Regions from separate parts of the Pan troglodytes genome. Here region 1 is linked to region 2. Evidence: chromatin contacts called from public capture Hi-C data. All regions are on one chromosome and are shown on one strand. Each heading gives the region's core, a stretch centred on a gene start, on an enhancer-like site or on the middle of the called end of the contact. The rest is flanking DNA. Distances are from core to core; before and after follow the strand shown.

Region 1 (5,570 bases), core at 2,490-4,989, 510 kb after region 2:
TGGCCAACATGGTGAAACTCCATCTCTACTACAAATACAAAAAATTAGGCGCAGCGCGCACCTGTAGTCCCAGCTACTCGGGAGGCTGAGGCATGAGAATTGCTTGAACCTGGGAGGCAGAGGTTGCAGGCCGAGATCATACCACTGCACTCCAGTTGGGCGACAGAGCAAGACTCTGTTTCAGGAAAAGAAAAAAAAAAAGTAACCAGTGCAAGTGCGTCCTTCACATCTCGTTTCATCTATTATGCAATTAAAAATCATAAACTTTACTGCAAATAAAAACTGCCATGATCTAAAAGCTATCAAATGGTTCTGGGTATAGAGATAAGCTGACGCAGGCAGTGAGACATCTTTTAAGCATTCTTCAATCTGGTGAAATTACAGCTAAATAAGTTTTTCAATGTGAAAAAGACACAAATAATTTTTACTCAAGTAAAATTCACATAAGAGAAAATTACCCATTTTGAAGTGTACAATTCAGTAGCATTTGGTACATTCACAATATTGTGCAGCCAAAAATGGTCTTTTTAAAACACCTTTATTTTCACAGACCATTAAGCACAGAGTTATCCACCAAATATTAATACATGATTGCTATAAAGACTTCAATTGTTTCAGCTACAAGAGGCCAAATATCAAACAGCTATCTTACAGTGACAATTCTTTGTCTTTTCTGATGCTGACAAAGACTTTCAACTCTTTTCAGTAGAAAAAATCAACAGAAATCAAAGGTGCTGTTAACATTGCTGCTGAGAAAAAACTGATGCTCTCTTTACACATTTGAAAAAGTCAGGAAAGCTCAATGACCTACAGGGTGGGTAATGTTCCACAGGCTTTCTGAGAGAGAACACTCAGAATTTCCAGAGTAAATTTGATAGGTTTTAAGTGACTTTAGCAGTAATGATTACATGCTGGCATTTGTATTTTTTAGTACTGGGTAGTTTAGTCTTCTATAGTTCCTTGGTTAATTAGCAGCTTCAAATATTAGACTCAAATAGCTGGAAAAGCTGGCCGGGCCTGATGGCACGTGCCTGTAATCCCAACACTTTGGGGGGCCGAGGTGGGAGGATCACCTGAGGTCAGGAGTTTGAGACTAGCCTGGTCAACATAGTAAAACCCCATCTCTACTAAAAATGCAAAAATTAGCCAGGTGTGATGGCAGGTGCCTGTAATCCCATCTACTTGGGAGGCTGAGGCAGGAGAATTGCTTGAACCTGCAAGGCAGAGGTTGCAGTGAGCCAAGATTGCATCATTGCACTCCAGCTTGGGTGACAAAAACAAAACTCTGTTTCAAAAAAAAAGCCAGTTAAATGGTTCATTTGAAGATAAACATTCTTAAACACTTATTAGATTTCACCTATTTAAAAAGTGCAATTTCTCCCTTCCTACCTTTGGAGCTCCCACTAGTACCACCTATTGGTAGAATCTAACAGTAAGTCTGCTGGCAAGAGAGCCTGGGACACCCAGATACCACACCCAAGAGAATTTGCAAACTCCCAGCCTTAACACTGCAGAGCCAAGTAGAAAAGATCCACTGTGGCTGTAGGAGACAATTGGCCAATAACGGGCACAGCCCACTGCTTTGACTACTCAGCACATGCACCCTTCAAGGTACAGACAGCTAAAAGACCTAACAAGCCAAACGCTCTGCCTTACAAGATACAGTTATACTTTGCAGAAATAAAGATACTCTCACTTTCCCCCTGAAAAGGGGAAACCGGACGTCCCATCAGCCACTGTATCCTACTCTAGGTAATATTAGTTCCTGCCTCGGTATTCTGTAAACTGAAGACCAAATTGTAAAGTTAGCCACCACCCACACTGGTATCAGGGGAGACCATCTCTTTGGCCACTTCTCCATCCAGGAAGCTGGGTCTAAGACTTCCTTGTAGGCCGGGCGCCGTGGCTCACACCTGTAATCCCAGCATTTTGGGAGGCCGAGGCCGGCAGATCACGAGGTCAGGAGATTGAAACCATCCTGGCTAACACAGTGAAACCCCGTCTCTACTAAGAATACAAAAAAAATTAGCCAGGCATGGTGGCGGGCACCTGTAGTCCCAGCTACTCGGGAGGCTGAGGCAGGAGAATGGCGTGAACCCGAGAGGCGAAGCTTGCAGTGAGCCGAGATCGCGCCACTGCACTCCAGCCTGGGCGACAGAGCGAGACTCCGTCTAAAAAAAAAAAAAAAAAAAAATTTGCTTGTTGGCTTTCAGGGATGTTCTGCAGCTGTGCCCATTTTGTAAACTAAGCCCAAGTTTTGTTTGGGTTTTTCCTCAATGAACTGATCATAGAAAACTCCCCATAAGAATGGAAAACTCCCCATGAGAACTAGGTTATGTGGGCCCTAACACATCATCTCACAACCCTTAGAGGCTTCCTGATCTAAATCCTGGTGAAATAAACGACATCTATTTTTCATCTAAGTGCTTGCACCATTGGGCTCTTACATAGTTACTGTAATGAAGCAGGTTCAGAAATCATACCTTTACATCAGCTGGGAAAAGGGGGACTCATTCAGGAATTTCCTTAAAACACCCAGAGCCTACCTGAGAAGTAATGAGAACCCAAATGAGCATCTACAGAAGGAGCAGGATTAAAAAAAAAGAAAAAGAAATAAAAACAAATAAGCATCAAGAAAACCAAAACACCATCGAATTAGACTTGCAGAAAATTAGACCTTCTTTCCCATCCCTATCCATTCTTTCATTGCTTCTTTTTTTATCTTATTTTTTAAACACGTTTATTCATGTGTTCTGACATTTATCAAGCATCTACTTTATGCCAAATGCACAGTAGATGCAGTTGTGAGCCAAACGAATCCCATGCCCTCAAGGAGCCTCTGTCGCAGCAGAATGTGCTGCATTTAGCAGACCTGCCACTCACTAGCCATGTGGTTACTCAGGACTTTCTGCGCCTCAGTTTTCTCATCCGTAAAATGGGTCAACATGGTGCCTCAGGTTGTTATGAGGATTAAATGAGTTCATGCATATAAAGTGCTTAGAACACGGCCTGCCACATAGTAAGCACAGAGGAAATGTGAGTTTGTCTTACATTCTATTTTCTATCCACAATTTCTCACAGAAAGAGAAAATTTGAGGAGGGAATGAGTAGCTATTAGGAGGCAGGGAAGCCAACATCTTCATGCTAGAGACATGGACAAGGAAGCCCAGGTACCACAGAGTATAAATGGTGGGATGCAGATCATCTAAGGCCAGGGTAAGCTTTCTGAGGAGTGGTTTGGGAGATCCTAGCATGGCACTGCTGAGTCTGGCAGATTGACTCTATGTGCTAACCCGACACTCCCTACCTATGTAATTCTGGGCAAGCTTTATTTACCCCTGGGGAGGAGAAGGAGGACGATCTTGCGAGCTGAAGTTCCTGGCTTCTGAAGGGCAGAAGCAGAGCAACCGGGTTTACACAGGAGCACAGGGAGTGGCGCTTCAGGGTTCTGGCCCCTGCATGATTCTTCAACAATTTCCAGTTTTGTGCTGCTCCAGTTCAGGTTCTGAGAGAGGGCCCTGCTTTGCACTACACTGAGTTACTTACCCAACCTTTGACCAAAAGAAAAGGAAGCACTTGAGTGCTATCCATCAAAACTAGTCCTGTGTGGAAGACTATTTCCACAAAGCAAAATAGTCATGCTCGTACCAGAAGAAAAGGAAATAGGCCTGGCCAGGAACGCCTAGCAGACACCCAGCACGCTGAGCTCACCCGCCTGGTCCTGCCGGCGGGGGTGGGGAGACTTGCAAATGGGCTGAACAAAGGCTGCTTTCTCCCACTGATCTCAGAGCAAGTTCAGAGAGCAGGGCTCCAAGGCTGGTGGGGCAGCCCAGCCCTCCTCAGCTTGGTCAGTCTCTGCTTCCAGACCAACTACTCTAGGAATATCTATTTCTCAGTCAGAGGGAAGGGAAATTGGGTGTGCAGACATATTTGCTTGTTTGCTAATGATGTTTTGCTGATTTCCAAATGCATAAGCCTATACAGTAGCTACAGCAATGCTACGGAAACTCTCACCTGCCATCAGCCTCTCTCGGCCTCTGGGCTCTGATGCAAAGGTTCTACGTCCGTCCAAGTCCTCCAAGAAGCAGACTCCAGGATGGAATGAATAGGGCAAGGATTTTATTATGCCTGTGAGAGATAACAGAGAGGAAGCTGGGAAAGGTTGAGAGCAACATTAGACCCCATGCAAGTCTGACTTGAGTGAAGGAGAAAGGGAAGAAAGACTAGCTGGAGGTGTCCTAGACCCTTATGTGAACTAAAGAAGCTTCCACAAGGCCAAAGGAAAGCCCTCAAGACAAAGCTGGCCATCAGAAGAAGTCCCCATCTTCCAAGAACTGCCTTAAAATGCCTGGTTAAAGTGCCCAGTCCTTGACTTAGAGCAGCCAGCAGCCCTGGTCATTTATGCCCCTGTAGTTTGAGGTCTATAAGATGCATTCTATGAGCACAGCAAGTTCAAAGTCACTTAACCTTAAGGGTGTATTCTGCCCAGAAATATGAAATTCTGAGAATTTAGGTCTGTAGACTACAAATATTCATATAACATATAAACGATAATTGATTTCATTTTATGCCTTCCTTATGGGGTCTCTGCTGTTTTTTGTTTTTTGTTTGTTTTTGTTTTGAGAGAAGCACCTATCTTTTGCTAAAATACAAGATATTTATGAATAGGAGCTCTAGGTTCTATATTTCTTGACTTCAGCCTCAGCAATGTAGAAAGGTAGTTTCTGGAAGAAGTATAATTACAGAAAATTGCCTCTGATCCTGATGCTGATGCCCAGCTGTGCAGCTTTAGAACTTGTTTTATTAACTCGCCCATGAGTTACTATGCCTCCCATGAACTGAGTTCACACGACTGGTTTATACACCATCATCACAATTTATTACTGTTAAAAGCAGATAAAATCTTTGTAGCGCACCACGATTGTGGCCTTGATGTTACACCTGTTAGATTTTCAGGCAGCCAAATTATAGCTCAAGATTGCAAGATAAGCATGGCGACATACGAAAGAGGGTGGAGGGCTTTTATGCATCTCCTCTGTGGCTTAGGCCAGGCAGGGTGAGCTTCTGCAGGCAAGAGGAGAGGGATGCAAGGTTCTGGGGCCTTCTGTCTGGCAGGTGCTGACAGGGTACTGACTCAGCCTTAGTAATAACACTGCCTCTCTCCTTCTAATATCTCCTTCTGCAGTTAACGAGAACTTTGATCTTGCTGCACAATTCATTTATTTATTCAATAAATATGTGTTAAGTATGAGTGTGGTTAATTGTCTTGGGTATTGGGAACACAGTGATGAATAAGGTATGAGCCTCCTTTTTATTTGCAGCAATAATGTGAAATATCCCGATGGCTGACAAGATTGTATCTCAGGGAGACCCCACCATCTGCTTCCTCTGATTCATGGGGGTAATGGCACCAGTGGTTTTTACTGCACATTCTGGAATTTAGACTCAGTGGAGTTCTCAGAAGTCTTCAGAAATCTGTTTACCCATTTCTGGTGGACTCCTTGTCTCATTCCTAGCAGCTGTTTTGTTCCTTCCCTTATTCTGTAATCCCAACACTTGCCCCATCTTAG
Region 2 (5,888 bases), core at 2,396-4,895:
GAGTGAATATGAAGACCTTGAACATTAGCGTACACTACTGTAGCCTTCATAAACACTGTGCATTCAGGCCATACTAAATTTATTTTAAAATGTTTTTCTTTCTTCAATATTAAATTAATCTTAATGTAATTTTTTCTTACTTTAACTTTTAAATTTTATTCTTTTGAGTTTAATACACAAACACTTCATATAAATCTGTACAAAATATTTTCTTTCTTTAAATTTCTGTCCTATAAACTTTTTCCTAATTAAAATGTTTTAGCTTTAAAAATGTTTTTGTTAAAAAGTGACACACAAACATACACATTAGCCTAGGCCTACACAAGGTCAGGTTCCTCAATATCACTATCTTCTCCCTCTACATCTTGTCCCATTGGAGGGTCTTCAAGGGCAAATAACACACATGGAGCTGTCAGCTGTCATCTCCTATGATCACAATGCCTTCTTCTGGAATCCTCCTGAAGGACCTGCCTAAGACTCTTTTGCAGTTAACTTGGTTTTTAATATGTAGAAGGAGTACACTCTAAAATAATGATTAAAAAGTATAATATAGTAAAAATACATAAACCCAGTAACATATACTGTATATAATTGTATGTGCTATACTTTTATACAACCAGCAGTGCAATACGTGAGTTTACACCAGCATCACCACAATCACGAGTAACAGGTTGCGCTACAACCCATTACACGTTACAATGGCTATGATGTCACTAGGCAACAGGAATTTTTCAGCTCCACCATAATCTTATGGGACCACCATCATACATGTACTCAGTTGTTGATCAAAACGTTGTTATGCAACATATGACTATATATGGAAGGGAGTGCACAGGTTATATGCAAATAGTAGGCCACTTTATATCAGGGGCTTGGGCATCTGCAGTTCTGGTATCCATGGGAAGTCCTAGAACCAAACCCCCAAATACGGGATCACTCTATTCCCAAATTACCTTCCTCAGACCTGGAGTGTAAATAAAGCTTAATTACCCAGGCTAGTAACAAGCAGCTAGCTGACCAAAAATCCAAACCAGTGGAATTCTACTCATGTGACTTTTCCCATTCCAACATTTTCTTTATCTTTCCTAATTAAGAAGCTCAAAGAGATGACCCTGAGTTTGAACTTACACTGAAAATCCATAATGGGCTAATTAAAACATGACAAGCACAAAATTCTTGTTTTCACAGACATTCACCAGCATCTACTTAGCTTATAAAACAAAATGACTTTAAAATTTCAGCTCTTCCCTGTGAGCCATCGCTCACCTTCACCTTCTACCATCGCTCACCTTCACCACCTACCACATGCAGAGGCTGGATAATGGATACTCGTCTCACTAGTGACAGCCTGAAAGACATTTCCAGTGCCTGTGTTACAAATGAGTGCTAACTTGATCTGGTCCTTGGCACTTCAAGTTATAAACCACCAAAGTAGTCTATGCCACCTGCTTAAGGAAAGTGCAGGCCGGGATCAAAAAAAGATAGTGGAAAACACCACTTCAAGAAACAACTAGAAACAGCCAGAGTCTCAAAACTCAAGCATTCTAATATAGTAAGTACAGTCAATATGCAACTTGAACAGATCTCTGAACTCATTCAAGATTTATTACGTTCAAAGAACACTGAAAAAAGTCTTAACAAAAATACTACAAGGAATTTGCAAATTAGCTGCAAAAACCATTATAAAAGCAGCGAAGTTGTCCCTACTACAGGGGAACGTATGTCCTGTTTTCTTCTAAAAGTCCTAGCTGAATATTTGCAGGCTCCTTAGTTCAGCAGGCACTGATTTTTCTAAACAAGCGGCAAATTATAAAGAGTTTTCAGAATCCAGACTACAAATACACAAAGTGTATGAAAGATTCCATGCCAAAGTGTGCTGTTAAATTAGTAGGATAATATTTAATAGCATGTGTTGCTACTTAATAGGTTAAATTCCACTGGATAATATCAATACAGGACTTTACTGTTGTTGGGCCATTTTTCTGGGGGAAAAAAGGTAAAACAACAATGTCTGTGAATTAAATAAAAACAGAAATGATAATGAATGAGAAATGTGGACCTGTGAGGTATGCAGCAGAAGCCAGTCAAGAAAAGAAAATCAAAAGACTCCTCTGATCCCCAAGTGAAATAGCCATGTTTTGGTCAATGATGAACTGCATATACAATGGTGGTCCCATAAAATTATAATATCATATTTTTACCATACTTTTTCTATGTTTACATATACAAATACTTACCATTGTGTTACAACTGCCTACAGTATAAGGCACAGTAACATGCTGTACAGGTTTGTAGCCTGGAAGCAAGAGGCCACACCACATAGTCTAGGTGCGCAGTAGGCTGTACCATCTAGGTCTGTGTAGGTACACTCTATGATGTTCCCACAATGACGGATCACCTAATGATGCATTTCTCAGAATGTATCCCCGTCATTAAGCGACCCATGACTGTATAGGGAAATAATATATTTCTGTGCATTAAAAACGTGAAAGCTGTAAGGTAACCACATTACCAATGTCAGCAATATTAATGAGTTAAATGAGCAGGTGGTGTAAAATGTACTTCTCCACCAGAGGACACTACAACTTCCAGGTTCAAATTGTTTTCTGCATCCCTTACCGTGTGTGCGTGTGCGTTTGGTTTTTTTTTTATTTTATTTTTTATTTTTGGCTTAAACCAGTAAAAATTTATTTTCTGACAGTTCTGGATGCTGGAACTCTGATATCAAGGTGTGAAGGCTCTAGGGAAGGGTCCTTCTTTGCCTCTTCCTAGCTTAGGTGGTTGCAGGCAATATTGGTCCTTCCTTGACTTGTAGACCATCATTCCCATCTTGCCTCCCTTGCCACGCGGCACTCTTCCCGTGTTTCCGCCTCTATGTCCAAATCTTATCTTTTTTTTTTTTTTTTTTTTTTTACTTTAAGTTCTGGGATACATTGCAGAACATGGTTTGTTACATAGGTAAACGTGTGCCATGGTGTTTTGCTGCACCTGTCAACCCGTCACCTAGGTATTAAGCCCTGCATTAGCCATTTGTCCTCATCTGCATCCCCTACTCTTGAGTATACCTAAGGTTAAGGCATTTAGAAAAAAAAAAAAAACTTTCATGTGAAAAAGTCTGAAGTTTCAGAAAAATATGCACATACAAACTGGGACCCAGAGGCTGAGAGTAGAAAAGCAATCAGGTCAATCCTGAGCAAGCCAACTTAAACCATAATGCAAAAAGACTTCACAAAACTGGTCTGATGCCATCTTTGGGACACTTGCTCTGCATCTAACACAGTATGTTGATGAGTAACTGTGGGGCAGATCCTTAAAGTTTTCACAAGGAAGGAAAACATTTCTAAGGCCTCAAGGAATGTGAAGGCCTGCCAGTCCAAAGCATAAGCTTTCTTTCACCAGTTATGTAAACAGCTGTGCCAGGGGATAAGTATTACCCCAGGAAGCTACAGAGGATATTCCTCTGAGTGGCTAACTACCAGTGTAAATGCAGAAAGAGAAAAGACCGACCAACTTGGACATTTTCCTTTTGCTACCTCTTCTAGCCGTCGCCTCTGTTCTTTCTGCTGCTCAATCCGCTTCTGTCTCTCTGCCAGCAGTTGCCTTTTATATTCTTCCTGCTCCCGGAGCTGTTGCTCCTGTAGTAACTGTTGTCTCCGAAGAGCCTCGGAACGTTCCTTGTTCTCCTGCTGCAGTCTCAGGAAATCTCGACGAAGAGTAGACTCACCAGGCACGTTCACAATGGAACTGTTGGAAAAAGCAGGGCTTTCAGGGGTGTGCACCGATCACACTGTCCTATAAGTGAGACAATAGCACCAGCATACTATCCCATTTCTACATTCATTCTCTGAGTTCCTCTGACTCCAGGGAGACAACTAATACATCCACAGAAATGACTATATCTACAATTCAATAGTCCCATATCTTCTTTTATTAATTTAGTAAATATCTTAAAATGCTGTCCTAGATGTTTGCTTGACAAGACATTTCTATTTAGGATTCGCATAACAATTCAAACTCAGTAAAAGGAAAGGTTGAAATCACCTTCTTTGATTTCACTAGTCCTTTAACCACTTTTTTTTCTTCAGCAAACAGAACCATCAGACCACTCTTCAGTGTTTACACCATTCCTTTGTCTTCGTCTGGTCAACCACCAAGCCCTGTCATAATTCCCTCCCACTTTCCTATTTCCAGGTCAGCAGCTGAGCCCAAGCGGGTCCTACGAATTAGCCACTGCACAGATCAATTAAACACACCCTTCCTAGCTGACCTCCCCACCGAGTTACTTCTCCACTGCCACAGCATCCAGAGCAGCATGGCAAACGTATCTCCTTAAATTGCCTTTTTCGTCATACAGTGCTCCTCCTATTCAAAAACAATTACATTGCTCATGAAATCAGTTCAAATTTCTCTGAAATTCTTAGTCTAAAATGGATTAAAATCTCTCCTACATAAGAAGAAAGAGAGATTATGAAGTAGCTTCAATAAATTCGCTTCTCTCTGTTCCAAGTCCCATTCTCTGGCACACGGCTCCCCACAGGTCACTTGAGATGCCCTTCCACCCTCCCTTTGTTCACTTCATCAGCCACATACTGCAGCATGGACAACTGCCAGGCACACCCAACATCACAATCCAAAAATCCTCTATTCTCTGATTCATCAGTTATTATGAGGTTCATGTAACCCATCTGACTCCTTAACCTTCTGCTTTACTGAACTTTGGGGAGCCAGAGATAAACTAAAACACAGACCGTAAAATAAATCAGGACACACACAGTCCTGCTGGTCCATGGGCGGGGAAATTCTTTTTGTGTAGCCATGTTCTATATACCACAAGAAATGGTGTTCAATGGCACCTTCACCATCCATGGCTTCTGGAACAATAAATGCTGGGGCACTCTCCCCTGCCCAGGCCCACACATTTTTCAGTGACTGGAGAAGGGGACACAACACAACCCTTGGTAAAGAATCACTGGGTAAGAGGATCCAGGGAAGAAAAATGTTTACAGCAATCTGTCAGGAATAGAGAAGAATGGAGATAGTAAGATGCTGTCTAAGTAATTTAAGATTCTTTGTACCACACAGGAGTCTTCTGAAATCCTGGCACAACATAAAACTTAATCCCTTCATAAAGCAGGATACTGAACAGTGGCTTCGTGGTTACCTTGGCTCTCCTTCCTGTTCAGGCACTTCCTCCTCTTCTTCCTCACTCCCACTGTACTCATACTCAGTTTCATCTATGAAGAAAAGGACAAGATAAATGGGACAGTTCACAAGTCCTGACACACGCCTGTTCAGACAAGCATCTCCAGGAGCATCTTGGCAAAAAATAAACAAGTTCCCTGTGAAAACAGCAACTTGTATAGAGGATTTGGGGAGGAGGGGCAAGACACCACATTCTCATAGTGACAGCATCTATTCCCTGGTCAGCCTTACTCCCCACAGAAAAGCTGATTCCACGGCATTCGAGCCAACCTTGTATGGGGGATGCACTGCTGAGGACGTGCAGGACCACGAGAGGGGATCAGAGCCCCTGACACACGAGAAAAGAACCCGAGGGCACTAGCAAATTCACCAAAATCCACTTTGATGGCAAAATTCAAAAAGATATGTAACTGCTGAAACTAAGGCAACCAAGAGAATTTATTTGGTGATTTTTTGCAATTAGGGATCCACGGAGAGTGCAGCAGAGAGAAAAGCCTGGGAGATGGACACAAAGTGAAACATTAACTAGGTACAGGAAAAATAAGCCAAATGTACCCACAAACAAACCTGGCAAAACCAAGGAAAACTAATTAAACCATATAGCAAAAGAATGAGACTCAAATTTGCTCTACTTAGGCCAGACTTCAAACAAACAAAAGTTTCAACATCAATAACTCATTTTCAGT

Evidence for each region. Capture Hi-C pulls out chosen DNA fragments and counts their contacts.
Region 1: a contact with region 2 is called in a capture Hi-C map of stem cell-derived neural stem cells, with 3 times the contacts expected there. The contact joins two enhancer-like sites. A contact is called at or near these places in 3 of 7 Hi-C or Micro-C datasets (blood, induced pluripotent stem cells and stem cell-derived neural progenitor cells) and 1 of 1 other capture datasets (stem cell-derived neural stem cells).

What each region holds. Positions count from the first base shown.
Region 1 is chr12:21,602,647-21,608,216 of NHGRI_mPanTro3-v2.0_pri, forward strand. No RefSeq gene overlaps it. Among named protein-coding and RNA genes, the nearest start is that of RNF149, 23 kb to the right of the region's middle. Within about 2 kb of position 3,740, at least 9 of the 24 cell types and tissues checked have an H3K27ac peak or open chromatin away from gene starts, as enhancers often do. A contact at or near this core is called in stem cell-derived neural stem cells, where this site is marked.
Region 2 is chr12:21,091,631-21,097,518 of NHGRI_mPanTro3-v2.0_pri, forward strand. MAP4K4 (mitogen-activated protein kinase kinase kinase kinase 4) reads right to left here. Exons shown (of 29, transcript XM_054678099.2): 11 at 5,162-5,234; 12 at 3,534-3,744. Among named protein-coding and RNA genes, the nearest start is that of IL1R2, 140 kb to the left of the region's middle. Within about 2 kb of position 3,646, at least 5 of the 24 cell types and tissues checked have an H3K27ac peak or open chromatin away from gene starts, as enhancers often do. A contact at or near this core is called in stem cell-derived neural stem cells, where this site is marked.